2 separate regions of the Mus musculus genome follow, and region 2 is linked to region 1. The links are chromatin contacts, called in public Hi-C maps. All regions are on one chromosome and are shown on one strand. The core of a region is the stretch at or near the end of the contact, and the rest is flanking DNA. Distances in the headings are between cores, read along the strand shown. Region 1 holds the start of Gm30206 (a long non-coding RNA gene). Region 2 holds the start of Fam20c (family with sequence similarity 20, member C).

Region 1 (6,251 bases), core at 2,199-4,698:
CTTCCCTGAAGCCACTTCCTATTCCCCAGAGAAGATACCTTGCAGTCTCCCTAAGGGCATCTGAGGCAGACAGAGGACAAAGGTGTTTTCCTCGGTCACCTGTCTGTACCTCTATCCCAACTTTTTGGAATAGTCTCCCGTTATAAATGCACTCCTATTTCCAATGGCTGCCTGCTCTCAGGCTTCCCTCCCCAACCCCCCAATTTCCCCCCAGCCTCCCCCGACCACCACAGTTTCCTCACCAAAGTCAGGTTCTCTCCCACCTTCTGAATTATGATACTACAAGGAAGTCTTCCTGCCCCAGGGCAGGCCTGGGTTGTGAGGTCAAAGTGTGCGTGTCTCAAAGCCAGGGTCCCAGAAGATCTCAGCACATACAGTCTAAGCTTAGAACATGGGCTGGAGCCTGCGTCTCTCCAAACTGTAAAAGTGAATGTAGGCATTGTGGAACCCATGGTTGTCCTGTGTCTCTTCCAATGCCCAGGTCCATCTTTGTCTGACCCCTACTATCCCGGATATACCCTGTCCCCACCTATGCCAGCCATTGACTCTACCTGGGCAGTTTCCAGATGGTCCCCTAGGTAGGTGCTGTTGAAATCTGTTGCTCTGCCCCATGCAGAATGTTTACTGACTCAAATCTGAGAAATCGACTTCTGTAGTTTGGAATTCTGACCTTTGAGCAGATGTTGGCATACATTCCTTGGGCAGCTAATCAGTGGGAGCCATCAAAGGTCTCGTGGGGAACAGAGAAGGCAGTGCCTGGACTGGAGAGAGGCTGAAGGTGTCCTTCCTGGTCAGGCTAGAGGATCTGTAGGAAAGCTACTGCAGCACAAGACCATCTGCCCAGGTGCATGGTGACAGGGCCACCCTTGCACAGTAGAGGGGGGGGGCATGCTGGGAAGCTATCCCCTGCAGCACTGCGGGCACACAGGTTGGGAGAAGAAGAAGTAAAAGGACATTAGTCACCCACAGGAGCCTGGACACCCCACCACGTGGTCCAAGGACAGGCAGAGAGGTCTCCTTGTCACAGCAGCAAAAACCAGCGTGTGCCAAATTTTCTCTCTGCCTGCCACTGCTCTGAGCATCTCATTTCAAGGGTGCCAGGAACCTGGGGTTAGAAATACTGTCTGTGGGGACTGGAGAGATGGCTCAGCGGTTAAGAGCACTTACTCTTCTTCCTGAGGCCTTGAGTTCAATTCCCAGCAACCACATGGTGGCTCACAATCATCTATAATGAGATCAGATGCCCTATTCTGGTGTGTCTGAAGACAGCTATAGTGTACTCATATACATAAATAAATAAAATCTTTTTAAAAAGAGAGAAAGAAATACTGTCTGCTGAGCTGGAGAAGTGGCTCGGAGGTTAAGAACATGTACTGTTCTTCTAGAAGGCCTGAGTTGGGCTCCCAGCATCCACACCCTCAAGGCCACCTGTAACTACAGTTCCAGGGGATACAACGCTTTCCTCTATCCTCCGTGGGCACCTGCACTGTGTGCATAGCCACACAGAGAGAGCATGCATTTCTAGAATTAAAAGTAAAAACCAATCTATGGCAGGGCTTGGTGCTGCACACCTTTAATCTCCACACTTGGGAAGCAGGGGCAGACGGATCTCTGGGAGTTCCAGGTCAGCCTAGGCTACACAGTGAGTTCCAGGCTAACCAGAGCTGCATAGTAAAATCTTATCTCAAAAACATAACAAAACAAAAACCTGTTTTGATGACTCAGTGGGTAAGGTGTCTGCTTTCCTACATTGCACATTCACACAGTAGAAGGAAAATACCAACGCTTGAATGCTGTCCCTTGACATCCATGTACTCTGTGACAATCTACCCAAATATGCACAATCACACAGCATAAGTAAATGCAATATTGTGAAAAACAGGACATGCTATCTACTAGCTGAATCACTATTCAGACGATAAGGTGACCTGGAACAGTCCAGAACCCCCACTGTGGCTCAGCTGCTGGTCTGCTGCTGCACCATGACCAGCCACTTTCTCAGGAGGAGTTACATCAAAAAGGGGAAGAAGAAGGGAAGGAAGGAAGGAAGGAAGGAAGGAAGGAAGGAAGGAAGGAAGGAAGGGAGGGAGGGAGGGAGGAAAAGGAGGGGAGGGGAGAAAATGGAGGGAAGGAGAGGGGAGGACAGGGAAGGGGAGGGAAGGAGAGGGGAGGACAGGGGAGGGGAGGGGAGGACAGGGGAGGGGAGGACAGGGGAGGGGAGGACAGGGGAGGGGAGGGGAGGGGAGGACAGGGGAGGACAGGGGAGGGGAGGGGGGAGAGGAGGGGAGGGGAGGGGAGGGGAGGGGAGGGGAGGGGAGGGGAGGGGAGGGGAGGGGAGGGGAGGGGAGGGGAGGGGAGAAAAGGGCTTGGCCTAATGGCTTGTAATATGATTTTTTGTTGTTGTCCAAACAAACAAACAAACAATCTGTGAACAGTTTCAAAATTACGTTTTCATTTTCATAGTGCACAAAATGCCAGTCACATCCTGGGCAAAAAGTGCCTGGTCCTCACGCTGTCCCACTGTGCAGGAGGGACAGTCCCCAAACCAGTGCAGAGCTTGTGAGGCCCAACAGAAATTAACAGGCTCTTGTATGCACCAGTACAATTACATTCCGGCCAGCTTTAGGCGACTTCAAACCCAGGTTCCAAATAAGATGTGCGTTCACTGAACTGAAACACGGGGTATTAGATTTATAATAAACACAGAGAGAGGTCACATGGTGCTGCCATTTCTCAAGAGGAAATTAAATGAGAATGTCAGGACTTTATTCGGCTTGGCCCTGTGCTCTGTGTAGAATCCAGGTGACAAAGAAGAGCCCTCAGCTAAGGGTGATGCAGCCATCCCCATCTTCACCCAGCTTGGGGACCTGCCACATCCCGGGCTCTGTCACTGGACCTCTCGATGTAGTCCAGGCTGGCCTCTCACTTGAAATAATTCTGTCTCTGCCTCCAGAGCGTTGATATCACAGTTGGGTTTACATTTTCTTTTGAGACAGAGGTAGTCTTGAACCGGGGACCATCCTGCCTCTGCCTCCCAGATGCTCACAGTACAGGTGTGCACCACCACGCCCAACTTCAGGCTCTTTCTGTGTCTTCCTACCCCAATCTGCACTCAGAATAGAATCCAGAGCCTTACACCTGCTAGGCAAGTATTGTGACATTGATCTGAGTCCCCAACTCCCAGACTTTCTTTGTAAGTGTCAGTGGAATTCAAGGAGCAAGGGATATGTGACTGTTTTGGAGGCCACATATTCCATCCTCCTGGACCTCTTGCAATCCCTGAACTGGTGAGAGGACCCCCACTGAGAACTACTCTGCCCTCCAGAGCACATCTGCTGCAGTGCCCCCCAGGGCCTCCACCTCTTATTAACCTCGAATGTAGATGTGGTTGGTCGTGGCTGGAAGGAACTGGGTAGCTTTGCTCCCCAGACAGGAAGTTAGATGAGCAAGACAGCTCTTTCCTGACCAGGGTGACCTCTGAACTTGGGAGGCAGGGACAGCAGCTGGGACTCTGTACAAATCAAGGGATGGCTAAGCCACTGGAAGAAAGGCTGGGCACGGGGCACTGGGATCACTGCAGGAACCTAAGAGTCCAGCAAGGGACCCAGAAGGCCTTGCTAGCCTTTGCCTCTCTGGAAGGTCCCTGAAACAACAAAAGCCAGTCTGCAGGCAGCATCAGCCAGGGGAAGATTGGACCCTTCATGTGGGGTTTACCAGGAGAGTGGCCTTACCTAGCAACCTGAGTGAATGTTCTCTTCAGACAGGTGAAGCTGAGGCGTATGGAGATCAGTCAGGCCTCCACGTTCCCAGTCTAGCTGCATCCAAGTAGAAGAGATTTATGCTTTCTCCCACCCAGGCCACCAATTCCACTTGTCCCCAGCCAGCATTTCCTGGGTACGGAAGCTCTCACCATGCCCCTGTAATGCCTGAGTGCAGGTAGACTCAGCTGGCCGGGGGACCTGCATGTCCAGCAGAAGTGCAAGGGCAGGCCGAGTGGGTATACGTCCTCAACACCAGCACACAGGGTGCAGATCCAGGCACTGATACAAGCACACAGATTCACATGCTTGGACACACACAAGTGGAAGTGTATACATGTGCACACAAAAACACACAGCGATGCTCTGTCCTGCCCTAGGCCACAGAGACCTGGCCTCAGAAGGCTGTGTCCCTGCACTTAAAAGCCACAGGGGTGTTTATGAAGCCAGCAGAGAAGGAAGGCATTACAACAAGGGATTGCATCTGTGAGGCAGGAAGTGTTACAGCATACACCTATACATACACAGCGCAGACATGCACATCACACACCTGCAGTCACGTGTACGTACACACACATACACACACATGTAACACATTTGATCACAGACCAGAGGCCCAGCATGTTTGAAAAACATATGGAAGAGCAAGGATGGCAGCCAGGCCATCAGGAGGGAATGGCGTCTGGTCCAGGGTAGGCTGCTGGCTCTCTCTGACCTGCTGCTGTCACGTCACGCCTCCTGCCTCACACATGCAATCCCTTGTTGTAATGCCTTTCTCCTCTGCTCAGCCTCATAAACACCCCTGTGGCTTTTAAGTGTGGGAACACATCCTTCTCAGCCCAGGCCTCTGTGGCCTAGGGCAGGACAGAGCTTCCAGCCCAGGCAGGACAGTGAACAGCAACAGCAGTGAGCAGTGGGATGCTTCATCACCTCCCTCCATAGGTATGGAGACCTGCCTCAGAGACTTGTGGATCCAGGTGAGTGATTGGCTCTAGGGTCTGGGTCACACGGGACATAGGCTAAGAGAAGGAACAGGAGCACACTAGAAACAAATGTCCCCAGCTTCCACATCCTTGCCATCCACACTTCCTGGACCTAGGTCTGTCCCAACACAGGGTAGGTGCTGGAACGTGCTTTCCCTCAAAAGCCCTGGGCGCACAGATGTGGGTCAGTGTTTCCAGACACGAAGGCAGAACGAGCCACATGTGTTCAGAGCTTCTGAGACGTCTGGAATGATTTCTCGGTTTTCTGTTTAGATAAACTGACTGGGACAGATGTTGGCCTAGAATCTCCAGCCTCCAACTGTCCCCTGTCAGCTCATGGACCCCGGTCCACTGAGGCTGAAGGCCACTTGAGGTAGGGATTGATCTAAGACTAGGTCAGGAGAGCTAGGGGCAGGGCTGTGGCAAGGTCCAGTCCTGTCCACAGGCTAGACAGGAGCCATGCTCTCCCTATGAGCGGCCCCTTAGCTTCCTAAGACGGCCTGCTTTCCACTCCCAGCCCCATCTGCTCCCACAAACCTCAGATCACCTACATATACCCTCAGCCCTTGAAGCTTGTGGGATTTTCAGCCCTGACTCTGATTCTGAACCAATAGGGAGGCAGATCTGTCCCCATGCTACGGGTGAGGAGTCTGTCTGTCCAGCCCCTGTGACAACCTTCCCAGGCCAACTCCACCCATCTTCATTCTTTGCTGGTACATGACCACCCACACTGATTGATCTGTCAGCCCACATTCCCACCCTCACAGAATGGTTTAAGATCATATGGCCTGATAGTCATATGACCCCCAAAGCAGCAGACTAGACCCCAGTCCTGTGACTTCTATTGTGAGGGTAGGGAAGAAGGATTTTCTGCTGGGTAGATTAGGGTCTGGAACTACACAAGGAAAGCCTATCAGAAAATGGCCTGCATGAAACTAGATACTAGATGGAGCGATGGAGACACCTTGATCCAGCCATGCCTGAAGGTAGAATTCTTCTCCAGCTACCTGCCATAGTCATTCTCTATTGGGTTATGGCAAGTGGCTACAGTCGGATACCTCCAGCTGATACCCATCAGTCCTTGGGGCTCCATTCACCTGGGAAATGTCTATATAATTCTAGCTACACTGGTATATAAAATAGACACAAAATTTTAAATTTATTGATAATAAATTATAGGTAAGCCTATTCTCAAACAAGTCTTTGGTATACATATAATATTTATACACACACATATATATACATATATATGTGTATATATATATACATATATATATCACATATAGCAATACTATATTGGCATATATAATAATTTACCTTTTGATGAAGATTAAACAAATTTGCATACTAGTGAGATGGTATTATTATATAAATGGTATTGCTGTTTGTTTTGTTTTGTTTTGTTTGTTTGTTTTGTTTTGTTTTGTTTTTGAGACCAAGTCTCTCTGTACATCCCTGGCTATCCTAGAACTCATTCTGTAGACTAGGTTGTCCTCCAGCTCAGAGGCCT
Region 2 (6,590 bases), core at 2,160-4,659, 73 kb before region 1:
TTCTATAGACCAAGAAAACTCTCTCTCTCTCTCTCTCTCTCTCTCTCTCTCTCTCCCTCCCTCCCTCCCTCCCTCCCTCCCTCCCTCCCCCTCCCTCCCTCCCTCCCTCCCTCTCTCTCTCTCCCTCCCTCTTTCTCTCTCTCTCTCTTTCTCTCTCTTCCCTCCCCCCTCTCTCTTCTCTCTCTTCCCTCTCCTTCTCCCTCCTTCTCTCTCTACCTAGAAAAAAAAAAAAAAAACCAAGAGTCCCTCAGTAAAGGCAGGCAGGTTCAACTTTGCATGCTGCCCTGATTGGTCTCCCCACACTCGGTCTTGTTTGGGGAATAATAATACTTCATTCTCTGGGCTCTACTCCCCTCTTTGCTTTGTCCCTCTGTCCTTCAGCTGCTCAGGTTGACCTGCTGTCCTTCTTGGCTTCCTGGAGATGCACTGGGCTCTGGAATTTCTTACTTGGAGTTATTTTAGCCGTATTCCCAACATAGTCCCATCCCTCCTGGCCTAGTCCAGTTCTGACGTCTCTAGTTTTTCCTCTACTGCTTTAGTTCCTGGGACCAAACCTGCCTATGGCACGTGGAAATCCCCAGTCCATTCCTGGTTCCAGCTCTATCTGTGCCTACAGGTGTGGCGACTCAGTCCTTGGGCTCTGGTGACCCCCTATGTTCACACTATAGACTCTTCCCCTTTCTGGAACCTTCTCTACGCCTCTGTGGCCAAACTAACAACAGCAGCTAGGAACTTGGCCCCATTCTGGTTCTGTCGCCTACCCTCTCACAGCTTGCCTCGCTGGAGACACTATTTGGGAGTTACCTGTGGGGCGTCCCAAGGGAGCACCCCAAAACTGCCACTGCTTCCATCTCGCCCCCAGTCCTTCACTCAAATTCCCCACTCAGCCCCAGCTCTGTAGGCCTTCTTGTTCTGGTGTGCCTTTGCTCAGCAGTCCTTGCATAGGCACCAGATGCAGCGTGACAAAGGGGGATACTGATGCTCTAGATGGCATTAAGTGTACTGTCTCGAGGGCTTCCCTGGCCAACCTGATAAAGTAGCAGGCTTCTCTCACAGCTATACCATCCTGCTGGTAAGCCTGAACACATGACACGTTTCCCAATGGCTTATTGGAGCTCCAGCTTGGCAGAAAAAAAAAATGCTACGGAGCTATCCCCTGGGTTCTGACAGGTGCTGTATGCCAACATCAGGGTCCTCTTCAGGCAAGTGAGGTGGGGTATCTGCCCAGACAGCCATAAGGTAGAGAGGCCTAGTGAGGCTCAGCTCTTGTGTGCATGTGTGTGTGTGTGGGGGGGTGGGAATCAGTTTTTATATGTATCTGTGTGTCATCTGTGTGTGTACTTGTGTCTGTACATCTGTGTGAGTATGTCTATGCACACCTGTATGTCCATGTCACCATTTTTGACTTGTATGTCACCTCTGTGTGTATGTGTGTACCTGTGTCTGTCTCTGTGTCTGAGTCAACATGTCTATGTGCCCCTATGTGTTTGTATATCTGTGTCACCATTTTCCCTCTTGTTTCCCCATGCCTGTCATCTGTATGTGTCTCTGTGTTAATTCCTCCTCAGCTCAAAGCACTTGGGGGCACAGAGTGTGTCCCACCTTCCTCTGAGGGAGAACTATACCTTCAGAAACCTTTTCTGCATGAATCACCTTGGCCTTCTTGGGGCCTCTGGGTGGAGCTATGAGAGCAGAGCCTCTTCTGAGACCCTCTGTGAAGTGCCTGCATCCTGGGGCAGAAGGGCGGAAAGAAACAAAGGAGAGTTATGTTAGCAGACAGCAACAGGTGTTGTTGCAGAAACAGCAGGCAGGTCCACTGCATTTACACTGGCTACAGCACCCTGCTTCCTTAGGGTAGGAGCCAGAGAGCCAGGAATTCCCCTAAGAAGCCACACAGTTGTGATGAACGGACTGTCCAGGACACCAGGAGACAATGGGAAGCCCCACGAACTGATGCTCCCAGGAGCAGGTGACTCTACCCTGATGACATTCGTCTCTCTCCAGAGGTCCCAGGTTGTGGGTGCTTCCGTCCTACTCCCACCTCAGGCCCACCATCTCCACACACAAACTCATTGTCTGTGTGAGTGGGAGGGCCGGATGAATGCAGAATGCCTCAGTTTTCATGATGTAAGCCATACCTTCTTGGGGAGTGCACCTCTATTAAGACCCCACCCACTGCACTCTTGGGTTTCCACTATGCTGCCCAACACAGGCATCAGCTCCTGTTACAGGAGTGTGGAACTCCACCCTCTCTTCCTTTCTAAAGGCCTAGGAGGCACCTTTGCTGACCAGCTAGCTGGCTGCGACTCTCTTCGTCCCTAACAAGCAGCTAGTGGGTGTCTACTGAACGTCAACTAACACAGACTTGTCGCTGAATCTTCAGAAAGAACATGAGTTGTGCACTTGATTCATAGAGAACTCGAGCTGAGAGCATTCCAGGGCCGGGGAGCACAGCCAAGAGAGCATGACAAAGAGGGGCTCCGTAGAGCACAGACTCCGCCCCTCAGTCCCTTACACAGCAGTTGGCTTGGGCTGCTGTGGAAATCTGCAGGTGCTTGAAGCCCTGAGGTCTGCTCAGCTTGTGGATCTGTGGCTGACCCTCTCACGCTTACCTTCCCAGAATTTTAGCAGAAATTCCCAGAGATTCCTACTTCCTACTAGGGGTTGGGGATCCAGAAGCCCTGTGGCCACAAATGAAGCCACGTGGTGAAAGCAGATCTCTTTTTACTGTGCACCCCGATTTAGCATCCCAGAGGGCAGGCAGCGAGACGCGCCCCGCCCACCGCCCGCGCATCCGCGCCACTCAGCCAGGCTCCGCGCGGCGCCGCCAGGGTTAAGGCGCAGGCGTGTCCCCTGGGGTGGGGTGGGCCCGGCAGCCTTGCCGAGCTTCTGGAGTCCCATCGGATCGGGGGCCCAACGCGCTCCTCCGCCGTTCTCTCCGCCGCGTGGCAACGTCGTCTCTTCGTCCTCCACCTAGTGGGCTGCGGGTACCCGAGGTGCCAGGACACCGCCCGGAGAGGAGCTTGTCCGGCCGCGCAGACGCCCCGCGGGCTTCGGGGAGGGACTTGGCCTGTTTTCTGGCCTCCACTCGCCGGGGAGGAGCTGTGCGGCTGCAACTGGCGGCGCGTGGAGCTTCAGGGACGCAGGCTACCAGGCCGAGAGCCGCGCGCACAGGGCCGAAGCCACCGCTGCCTGCGGGTTCCCAGCCGGGCCTCTCTGGCTCCCGGCTCAGCGCGGAGGAGGCGCGGCGACACCGCGGGGCGCGGCCAAGGGGGAGGAGAGAGGGGAGCGCGGGCTAGCGCCGGGCCGGCCGGGCCTCGCGGGGCCACGGCTCCGCCAATCTGCGGGCGCTGACGCGGGGGGCGGCTCCGGCGCGCTCGGATATCAGCGGGCCGGGCGCGGGGCGCCTGGAGCTAGGCGGTGCGGGCGCTGCGCTCCGGGTCGGCCTGCTGCACCTGCCAGATCGTCGCCTCTCCCTGCGCGCCCCCTCGCGCTCCCCTTCTCGCCTCTGTCTCTCCAGCCCGGTCTCCCAGCCTCAGCCTGACAGAACAGAGGAGCCGCTTTGTCGCCTGCCCAGGACCCGGCATGGCCCAGCGGGAGCACCGCGCTCTGGATCGGATCTGTCGCGCCTTGGACGGGATGAACAGCCGCGCCTTCTGCTTACACGCCCGCTGAGTGTGGTCGCCGTCCCGGAGACCCTCGTACGCCCCTGCGTTCCCTGTCACCACTGCCACCCGCTCCACCGACGAGGGCCGCTGGCCGCCCCCCGAAATGGCCTGGAGAGCTGGTGCTTTGGTGGCGGTTGTCCTTCACGACGTCCAAGTCTGGGGACAGCCCCCGAGCTGCTAGCTGCTAGTACACTGAATGGACCTTGACCCGCGGGTCGTTGCGGGCTTGGTGCCAAGCTGAGGGGCACCGGTGGAGCGCGCGTCCCGAACCCCCCAGCCCGCTGGCCTGCGCGGCCATGAAGATGATACTGGTGCGCAGGTTTCGCGTGCTCATCCTGGTAGTATTCCTACTGGCTTGCGCTTTGCACATTGCTGTTGACCTGCTACCCAAGCTGGACCGACGCGCCACGCGATCCTCCGGGGAGCCCGGTTGCTCCTGCGCTCAGCCGGCAGCAGAGGCAGCTGGTCCAGGCTGGGCCCAGGCAAGGAGCAGACCGGGGGAGTCCGCCGGTGGCGACGCAGGCTGGCCCAACAAACACACACTGCGCATCCTGCAAGACTTCAGCTCAGATCCAGCCTCTAACCTAACCTCCCACTCCTTGGAGAAGCTGCCTTCTGCAGCAGAGCCGGTGGATCACGCTCCGCGGGGTCAGGAGCCCCGTTCCCCGCCACCCCGTGACCCAGCGCATCGGCCGCTGCTTCGAGACCCGGGGCCCCGACCGCGGGTACCGCCCCCTGGCCCCAGCGGGGACGGATCGCTCTTAGCCAAGTTGTTTGAGCACCCTCTCTACCAGGGGGCTGTGCCTCCTCTGACAGAGGACGACGTCCTGTTTAATGTGAACAGCGACATCAGGTTTAACCCCAAGGCAGCAGAGAATCCTGACTGGTGAGCAGAGAAGAGGAGGTTTGGGGTGGGGCTAGCGCGTCCGACCCTTCGGGAATAAAGACACCCCACTAGAAAGCTATTTCACACGCCAGGCATTTTGTGTACCTTTGGGGGACCCTTAGAAGAGGCTGGTAGGGATCCCTGGTGGGCGGGGCAGATGTGCCTCTTGCCTTTGTCTTCACAATGATTCTAGGGAGAACGGTTTGGGAAGCTCCCAGTGCCCTGGTGTGGGAAGCTGGCGGCCCACCAGAAGCCAGGAGAGCCCAGTGCTCCACCTACAAGGAAGCATGCTGGCCAGCCCTGGCGATGGCTGAGGAAGCAGATGAATGAATATGTTGGAGAGCCAGCCAGGGAGAGTGGGAGCAGCCTTCCCCTGGGAGGGGTTGGGCTTCTGGCTCTGAGAGCGATGGGGTGAGCTGTTCAGGGTGGACGTCTCCAGAAGGCCTGAATGTACCTAATAAGTCTTTTAAATGCAGTCACGGGGACAAAAGCGGCTGAGGAGTGCTGTTGGCAGTGTGGAGGCCTTCCTTTGTGGCCACCCTGCCTGGAGGAAGGTAAACCATCCTGGAGTTGTCTTCCGAGCTTTGTGCCCACCCCCACCCCCACAGCTGCACAGATCCAAATAAGCCCAACAGAGTGAAATATTAACCACCAGCTGGCTAGAGCAAATAACCTGCAAAGGTCCCCGGGCAGCAGAGAGAGAGTCACCAGTCCAAAACAACCTCAGAAATCCTTTCTCTCCCTGGAATAGGACCAGGCCCTGTGCCTTGTGCCTGCCCATGCGAGCTTTTTGGTTCCTTCTGGACTTCGCTGGCCAGAAACCATCAAGCAACGGCCCGCTGAAAGAGTGGAGAGGGTGTGGCATCTCGGAAGGCTCTAGCCCTCCTTTCGATTCTAGTGTAGACAGACTGGAGTTGAAGGATCCTCACCTGCCAGTGAAGCAGAGCTAAAGCAGCCCCTCTTCCCCTCCAGCCTCGCAGACTCCCAGAGGGTCTGTTCTTCATTCAAACAAGCTCATGGCCAGAGAAAGCAGAGCTAGAGTGATTGGCTCCATCATCCTGTCCTCCCCACCTTATGGCTGCACTCGTTAAAATCAGATTTAGGCCTGTGCATCATTCCTGCCCCTGTTCTTTGGAACAAAGGCAGAAAGCTGGGGAGGTTTCTGGCTGACTGGGTGTGCCTGTGACTTCCAGGCCGTCTGGTCGCAGGAAGAACGGACAGTCACTTCTCACACACTCCCAGCTGACATCACTGTTGTGGGGGCACTTTTGGTGACCCCAGGACAGAGGTGTTGGGATAGCGCTGACACTCTGGGTCTAGGCTAGTGGTAGTTAGGATTGTCTGTGGAGTCTCTAGAGGGTAAATAGGAATTATAGGCCTTAAGGTATGTTATTAGGTGGTGGAACCGCAGCCGGGGAAGAAAGTGCAGACATGGCAGTGTAAAAGCAGCTTTTAGCGAACCTGTACTTTGAACTCAAAGTCCCAAGCCCTGACCCTCAGGACCAGCACCCCGTATTCTTTGGCCTCTTGCCTCTTTTTCTACACTTGACCATAGCCTGCCTTGGTTTCTTGCAGGCCGCATGAAGGTGCTGAAGGCGCAGAATTCTTGCCCACTGGTGAGGCAGCTGTGAACCTCTATCCCAACTGGCTCAAATTCCACATTGGCATCAACCGGTATGAGCTGTACTCCAGACACAACCCAGCCATCGATGCCTTACTGCGGGACCTCGGCTCTCAGAAGATCACCAGCGTCGGTAGGTAGCCACCTGCTTGTCCTTGGTGTAAGAGTACCTTGGTGTGGATACACCAGGACTGTGTGAAGTTAGCCTCCTTCCTATGCAGGGAGCCACACTTTCTGGGGTGTTTGGGTGGCTACCCTGATGATTCCATGAGCCAAATGGATGCCTCAAGGCTCATCACTATGAAACCTCCGCCCTACTAATGCAGGGTATGCTGGCATGTGAGGGCCACCACTTTGATCCCTGGTAGGGTACAAGCAGACACGTAGGCCCTCCCTCTCCTGTTAAAGAACACCC

What was found. Hi-C and Micro-C count contacts between places; a contact is called where the count stands out from the background.
Region 2: a Hi-C map of neutrophils shows a contact between it and region 1, with 1.9 times the contacts expected there. The contact joins the promoter of Fam20c here to the enhancer-like site in region 1. A contact is called at or near these places in 5 of 39 promoter capture datasets (the 3T3-L1 cell line, hippocampal neurons, liver and 1 more), 11 of 484 Hi-C or Micro-C datasets (the G1E-ER4 cell line, cumulus cells, embryonic stem cells and 5 more), 10 of 115 datasets of contacts at active chromatin or transcription factors (bone marrow-derived macrophages, embryonic stem cells, hepatocytes and 3 more) and 2 of 9 other capture datasets (adipose tissue and pancreatic islet).

What each region holds. Positions count from the first base shown.
Region 1 is chr5:138,824,608-138,830,858 of GRCm38.p6, forward strand. Gm30206 (a long non-coding RNA gene) reads right to left here and starts at 619. Exons shown (of 3, transcript XR_377163.1): 1 at 552-619; 2 at 243-418. Within about 2 kb of position 3,449, at least 16 of the 459 cell types and tissues checked have an H3K27ac peak or open chromatin away from gene starts, as enhancers often do. A contact at or near this core is called in bone marrow-derived macrophages and neutrophils, where this site is marked.
Region 2 is chr5:138,751,672-138,758,261 of GRCm38.p6, forward strand. It overlaps Fam20c (family with sequence similarity 20, member C), which reads left to right and starts at 3,410. Exons shown (of 10, transcript NM_030565.6): 1 at 3,410-4,554; 2 at 6,130-6,308. The coding sequence starts at 3,965.